Linked DNA regions of Mus musculus: region 1 is linked to region 2. Evidence: chromatin contacts called from public HiChIP or PLAC-seq data. All regions are on one chromosome and are shown on one strand. Each heading gives the region's core, a stretch centred on a gene start, on an enhancer-like site or on the middle of the called end of the contact. The rest is flanking DNA. Distances are from core to core; before and after follow the strand shown. Region 1 has its middle 13 kb from the start of Edn2. Region 2 has its middle 11 kb from the start of Guca2b.

Evidence for each region. HiChIP or PLAC-seq counts read pairs in DNA pulled down with a chosen protein or histone mark.
Region 1: a contact with region 2 is called in an H3K27ac HiChIP or PLAC-seq map of SST interneurons, with 4 times the contacts expected there. The contact joins two enhancer-like sites. A contact is called at or near these places in 1 of 15 datasets of contacts at CTCF or cohesin (the NIH/3T3 cell line), 5 of 484 Hi-C or Micro-C datasets (bone marrow-derived macrophages, cortical neurons, embryonic fibroblasts and 2 more), 4 of 115 datasets of contacts at active chromatin or transcription factors (SST interneurons, embryonic basal ganglia, embryonic stem cells and 1 more) and 1 of 9 other capture datasets (embryonic stem cells).

Annotation. Positions count from the first base shown.
Region 1 is chr4:120,146,523-120,150,201 of GRCm38.p6, forward strand. No RefSeq gene overlaps it. Among named protein-coding and RNA genes, the nearest start is that of Edn2, 13 kb to the right of the region's middle. Within about 2 kb of position 2,214, at least 182 of the 459 cell types and tissues checked have an H3K27ac peak or open chromatin away from gene starts, as enhancers often do. A contact at or near this core is called in SST interneurons, cortical neurons and embryonic basal ganglia, where this site is marked.
Region 2 is chr4:119,668,608-119,672,172 of GRCm38.p6, forward strand. No RefSeq gene overlaps it. Among named protein-coding and RNA genes, the nearest start is that of Guca2b, 11 kb to the left of the region's middle. Within about 2 kb of position 2,129, at least 48 of the 459 cell types and tissues checked have an H3K27ac peak or open chromatin away from gene starts, as enhancers often do. A contact at or near this core is called in SST interneurons, cortical neurons and embryonic basal ganglia, where this site is marked.

The sequences.
Region 1 (3,679 bases), core at 964-3,463, 480 kb after region 2:
GACTGAGCCAACAGCCTATTTGGTACTAAGACTTTTGTGCCTGCAAATTCCCATAGTGCTCACAAAAGGGAGCACCCTATTCCCCATAAATGGACATATAATTTGAGGGACAGAGAGATGCATGGGTTCATAAAGCTTCAAAGACCCCAGAACAGGCTTGCCTTGGGTACCCCACATTAAGCCATTGTACTGGCAAGCTCTGCTTCTGTGCACAGCTCACACCCTGAGAGGTTTGCAAGTGAGGCCTCAGTCTGGTTGACAGGAGAAAGATGCTGTCCTAAATGCAGGGACCTCAGGCTACAAAGAGAACAGGGGCCTCCAACTTCTATGGCACCACCCTGCCCAGGATGTATCTATGTGTAAGACCATAGTAGAAGGAAGGATGTGAGGAGGGAGAGAAGATAATGAGCAAAGCTAGGGATGTAGCTCAATTGGTAGAGTGCTTGCCTGCCATGCACAAAGCCCTGGGTTCAATTCCTAACACCACACTAATCAGGAATGGTGGGTGGCACATGCCTATAATCCCCATCACCCAGGAAGTGGAAACAGGAGGTTCAGAAGTTCTAGGTTATCTTTGGCTATATAGCAAGTTTGAGACCAGCGTGAGGTATATGTTACCATGTCTACAAATTAATTAATTAACTTGATGCATTAAAAAAAAAAAAGAAGAACAACCTGGGCTGCACCCAGGAAGTGGAAACAGGAGGTTCAGAAGTTCTAGGTTATCTTTGGCTATATAGCAAGTTTGAGACCAGCTTGAGGTATATGTTACCATGTCTACAAATTAATTAATTAACTTGATGCATTAAAAAAAAAAAAAAGAACAACCTGGGTTTGTAAATCTGAGACCAGCCTGGGCTAATGAGATAATACTGAATACACATACACACACACACACACACACACACACACACACACACACACACACACACACACACACCACATACCCCGAAATAAGCTAAGCACTAAAGTGAACAAGGTTACCTCCGTTTCCTCCTACAGAACTTAGTCTGAGAGAAACAGAAACCAAAGAGTTTCAGAATTCATTCCAGGATGTTGGAACAGCCCCAAGTGGAGCTTTGGGGTTCCTAGGTGGTGCGGTCCCCATGAAGACCAGCTCAACTACAGAGTTCCTGATGTAGCACCTTCAAAGATGACCTCCTGCAAAAGCCCCCAGGCCAACTGAGGCCCTGGGGCTCCAGCCAGCTTTAGGGAAGTTTGTCGTGGTGTCAGGAAGCATGGACGGGGGTGAGAGAAGCAGGAGCATATTGGAGAAATATGCCGTCCAGAAAGCCTTCCCTGCAGCCCACCGCCACTCGACCTGTCCCCTGCAATGCTTGCAACCCACACGCTAGACCATCTGGTTCTGCCCTCAAGGATTCAGGGATGGGTAAGGCAAAAACTCTTGTAAAATATAAAGGCAAGTGATGATGTACTCAGGGCTGCAGGGACCCTGGCCCAGACATCGCTGCTCCATCTCCGAACACCTTGCCCCCATCCACTGGAGCCTCAGAACTCCCACTCCAGGTGCCAGAGATGAAAACGTGAGCAGTATGCATCAGCTTGGAGGGTCCCTGGGTCATTCCAGCCCAAAGAAGGATCCATATCCAACTGAAAGAAGGAGCCCAGATTGCCCTGGGTTGCTAACTGCTGTACCAGAACGTGTGTGGTCTAGGCTTCATCTCTGATCTGAGCCTTGATATCCATAGACTGCAGTGTCTACCACTCAGAGTTGATCTGTCATCAGATGACACTTCGTTTAGAAAGACCCAGTCACGACCTAGTACACAAAAGACCTTCTGTGTGGCCATCAGTAATTTGCAAACTTCTCAAGGCCCTGCACCCCTTACCTAATACAGGAACTGAGGCAGGGCAAAATAGCCAGGTCACACCTTTTGCCTGCAAGACATGCCCAGGCCCAGGGAAGGAAAACACCAGCCACGCTGGGGGCAGGGCTAGGGAAGGCCTCATCCCTGCTACCTCCTCCTACATCAGCCTCCATGTGTGTTCCATAGGTCCCAGATCACCTCCATGAGCCACTGAAGGATTCAGTCCATCTGACTATCCCATTAGGCAGGGATGGAGGTCAGGGGGAAGCGGCTTCTAGGTGATTCATACAAGGACTTGCGTTGTCTGCACCATTTAGGGACTAGGTACCACAAGGCCTCCCGGGGGGCTGGGCCTGAGGGGCCCTCACAGGCTCCAGCTCCTGGCGGCGGCCCTGATCCGGGTGCACGTGGCTGCGGTGCAGCCTCCCGGTGATGTCAGGCCCACCGCGCCCCGGCCCCGGCACGTTCGTCCGCTGGCAAGCCGGGAACAAAGCGTCCTCCGCATTCCTGCGAGCTGACTCACGGCCGTCACGTAGCGCGCCGCCGCGCGGCTTTGCCCAAAATTGGTGGCAAGGCAAGGGCGGGCCGAGCACCACAGCTGCCACCTACTCGCAAAGCCATGCTCGCTGGACCGCTCGCGCCCCCAGCACGAGGTTTCCCAACGCGCACATCGGAGGGAAATGCCAGTGTGGGCCCTGTGGCTTGGGATGCGAGGGTGGCAGTAGGTGAGCCTCTGCGGGAGGCCCTGCTTCTTATGCAGCCTCGGTTTCTCCATGTGAACAATGGAGATAAGCCCCTGAACAAGGTTGCAAGGACCTGGCTTTTCTCCCTAAGATAATACAGTCAGAGGAAACTAAGGCTGAGATTGGAGCCCTGGTTGTAAGGTTTCAAGCTTAGCATATGTCCCCTGGAGCATGAAGCGGGCTCCCTCTCTCCTATAGGGGTTGAGGCAGGTTGGAGAAGGCCAAGGCTATTCCACCTGTTCTGGTCCCTGGCTCATAGCTGTCAGCCTCAGGGCGCCCTCCAGAGGCTGTGGGAGAAGTTGCAAGCACAGTACTGGAGGAAGGAACAAACCTTGGTCTCCTGGGTTATGTGGTCTTATGCTGAGCCACAGAGAGAAACTGAGTTAAGCTCGCTTCTCTTTTCAGGCAGAGGGCAGGAGGATGGGGCTTAGGGCAGTCGGGACAGTAAGACCTGGAAAGTGAGGCCATGGGATTTGGAGTTTGGAGCCAGCCTATCGTTCAAAAGATAGAGAGGGACCAGAACCCAGTTGAAAAGGTAGATGTGGTGGCATGAGATTATAATCCCTTCACTACTGCACAGAGATCGGAGGGGGAAACAAAAACAAAAACAAAAACAAAAACTGGGAGATTGACAGGAAGCTTGAGGGCCAACTGGTCTGAGTCCACAAAACAGGAGGAGCAAGCAGACGTTGCTTCAACAAGGATCAAGAAGAGAGCTGACCACAGAAAATTTTACCCTGACTTCCACACACATATACCCAAACTCAAGATAGATAGATAGATAATTCCCATGCCCTGAGACCATCATAGGAGGTAGCCTGGGCTACTCTTCTCAGGCTCTGTGGTCATCCACTTAGAAGGAAGTATCTCACCTCCTCAGAGCTGGACTGGATTGGAACCCCCCTGGCCTGCCTTCCCCCTAGCCATAGACACAGTCCCCTGCCCTCCCTCCTACGGTCTTTTGCTCCAACTTGATTGCACGAAAGCTAAGTTCTGGACTTGATGTTCAAGACCCTGGTAGCCTGCTTTCTCTCCACTAAATGCCATGAGTGATGCACCCCTCTCCCAGGATGCTCCATGTGCCCTCTGCTCAGACTTTGTGGCCCT
Region 2 (3,565 bases), core at 879-3,378:
AGCAGAGGTCTCTTCTATGCAGGTAGCTTTGGAGGAAGGCTGATCTGATGGTGGGGCATGGTACTGAAGTCTGGGGCTGGAGCCTTACAGGTAGGCAGGCCTGCCACCACCGTCTGGAAGCTGGTTCGCTGGTGGAAGCTGCATTGTCCATGGGAACATCCTCTGATAGATCCCCACGGTCCATGGGGACATCCTCTCCCCTCTTCTCCAACCACCCTGCCTGTGCCCAGCAGCTGTCTGGAGGCTGTGACTGGCATCAGGCAGAGGTGAAGTCCCACTGCTGTGGAATTATGGAGGAGCCACTCCTTCTTTGAGCTTCAGTTCCCTCTGATGATAGATGGAAGCCGTGCCCCTGACCAGGAAGCAGGGCAGTGAGGGGATAGGCTGTGAGCACTGACTCCAACGCCTCATGGGAAGTCCTCTTTTGAGCGCACAGATTCTTCGCACATCAGAGGTGGCACAGAATGCTCCCTGTGTATGGAGGACATGTCCACAAGGAGGTAAATGACTTACTAGAGACCACACAGGCAGCTGTGGCAATGGCACGGACCCTGTTCTCCCGGCTGGGCTTTGAGATCTTTGACAGCCGTTCCTGCATCTTCTTACCCTCCAGATGTCCCTTCTAGGGGCTCACACAATAATGAGGGAAGGAGGAGATCCTTCTAGTGCATGAATATGCCCCGCAAAAGGACCTGGATTCTTGCACCCTCAAAGAGGTGTGACACAGATGTTGGTTCATGTGACTCTCCTGCCACCCGCATATGATACCGCCAGGCTCCATTTTGTGTTCAGCCAGCAAACATGTATCAGGCTCTGAACTTACATTGGGCACCAGGGCTCAGACATGCTTGCAGAAGGCCTGTGGTGGAGGGGGTCAGATGAGGACAAGACGTGGCAGAGGCAGAGGTGACTTACACAGGTGCTGAGGCATGCTGAGTGGGGGTGCTCAGGAAGTGGGGGGACCCAATGAAGGGGAAAGAAGCTATCGCTTCCCCTCCAGCCACAGCTGCTGTCTCAGGCCTGGGGTTGTTTTGGGGTTTAGTCTTAAAGCCAGCCCAGACTGTAGGGCCATTTCCAGGTGCCCCTTGGGAATTCTAGCAATGTCGGCCCTACCATGGAAGTGGAGTGTCACCCACCCCACCGTGTTTATCATATCCATTTCTAGTGGGATTCCCCACCCACAGTGAGACTCCATCATCTGTGGGGTTCAGGTTTACTTCCTTGTTTCTCAGAGAGCCCAGCATCCAGGAGACCCTACCCATGCCCACAACCCATAGTATCTTTGCTGCCTGGAGTCTGAAGTTCTTTGTGCAGCAGTACCCGGTCGGAATGGTTGAGGAAACCCACTAGCTGCTGAGTCAGGGGCCTGGGTTGCCAAGCAAGACTGAGCACAGGAGGAGGGGCCGCAACACAAATTCCCCTGCACAGCTGCGGTGCATGCTGTCAAATCTGCAGTTGTGACCATTGTGAAACTTGATTGCTCTGTCTTGGGGACTTCTTAGAGTCCAACTCCACAATAAAGCCAATCAGACTAAGCCATCAGTGTCAAGTAGCAGCTAATGAAGCATTCATGGGCCTGGGAGAGAAATCAGGCAAGCTCTTATTTCAGGATTATTCCTCCCAAATATTGAATCTGAACTGTAAGCAGAATTCTCTGTCGTTTCCACCCCTTTCCCTGGTGGGGACCATTGGCATTCACCTCATGCTGTAGCTTTCTGGAGAGAGGCTTGACAGGCAGGCAGATTTGCTGCTTCCCCGAGGAGCGGGCTCCTGGGGTGTCAGCAGAGAGGGGGGGCGGGCAGAACCTGCTGGGAATCCCCCTCCCAGGCTCCGCCTAGGGAGAGTGGGGTGGCTTGACTGCCAAGTCTGTCAGCATCAACACCCAGCTTGGAGGAGCGGAGTCTGTGGTCAGGAAGGAGACTTCGCTACTTTTATTTTTATTATTATTATTTTTTATCACAGTGGCAAAATAGCGGACAAAGGCAACTTGAGGGAGGGAAGAAAGGGGTTAATATTTGATTTTCAGTTTGAGGTTGCCAAATCTGCATATTTGGGTAGTGCCAGTGCCAGTGCCAGCGGATGTATTAGAGGATCCTCTTTTCTTTGTTCCACAGCCGTGTCTACTGCACAACATCTTGGAGCTCCCTCTGTAAAGGACTGGTTAGTGGCCCCAGATATGGAGCTGATCTCACACTGCTATGGCGCGTGGCTCTTCCAAGCATCTCTCTTGAGATATCTTGCCACCTCTGCCACCTTTACTCAGACATTCCTGACAGTTCACCAGAGCAGGGAAGACACATGGATGCAGCCACAGGACCCCAGCTGTGCAGCCTGCAGGCCCAGAGTGTGCCAGGCCTGCAAGCTTGCCCAGAGGGCGCCTGCGCCCACTCAGATGCTTGTTGTCTGCCACTGGGCTTGAGTTTGTAGGTTGTGTGCCTCAGGCACCAGGCGACCAGCTTAGCCCTTTGCAAACTGGGAGTGAAGGGATGTTGCTGAGCGGTTGACAGGTGAAGCACTACCATGAAGTTTAAATGTTCTGTGTTCTGGGGTGGACTTGTCATAGAACTGTAGCTTACCGCAGTTACAACCCGATGTCTCAATGGCACCCTTACTGCATTAGGGTGAGGGGCTCAGAAAAGGCTGGCGTGAGCACACCATCCAGGTTTTTTTTTTCTCTGCATGTGAGTGGCACCAGGCTTCTCTCCTGTCTTCAGCTTCTCTCTGAAGCATATGACATCACTGCCTTATGCTTGACCCTTATCTGGAGCCCTCCTCCGCACAGCACCGCTGGCTCCCTACTGAAATGTCCTTCTTTCCAGGAGTGTTGCTGCCCCAGTTCTCAGAGGCTGTTTAGTTCTCCTCCTCCAAGATGGTTCTGGCTATGAGACGGTCACAAGCACAAACCTCGCTTCGGGGTGCAACGCACCCACAGAACAGCACAACTGGACAGAGCTGGGTAGTGTTGACATGGGTATGAGCAACTAGAACTCACACATGCTCCCGGAACAGCACAGACGTTTGGTCTCCCAAAGAGCAGCTTATCAATTCTTAGCTAGAACATTAAATGTATATTTTCTTTCTTTTTAAAATATTTTATTTTATGTGTTCCAGTGTCTTGCCCGCATGTATATCTGCACGAGGGTGTCAGATCTTGGAGTTACAGACAGTATGAGCTGCTGTGTGGGTGCTGGGAAGTGAACCATGGTCCTCTGGAAGAGCACTTAGTGCTCCTACCCACTGAGGCATCTCTCCATCCCTGTCCTTACTGTCTCCTGGGTACTCCTAGCATCTATCCAAGAGGAAGGCAAAGCCAAGTCTGCACAAAGGCTGAGCCTAAGTCCTCTTTGTGGCTTTATCTGTTTCCTTAAATGAATGGATAAACAAGTTTGTGTATAGTCACACGGTGGAATACTTCTAGACAATGAAAAAGAACATGGGTGCTTCATGGGTGAGTCTCAAAATATTTGTACTGAATGCTAGAAGTGCAGGTTTGCCCAGCTCCCTAATAGCCTAGATGAAGAGCAAGCTGATCCTCCCTGATGCAAAGCAGATGGTGGTTGCCTGG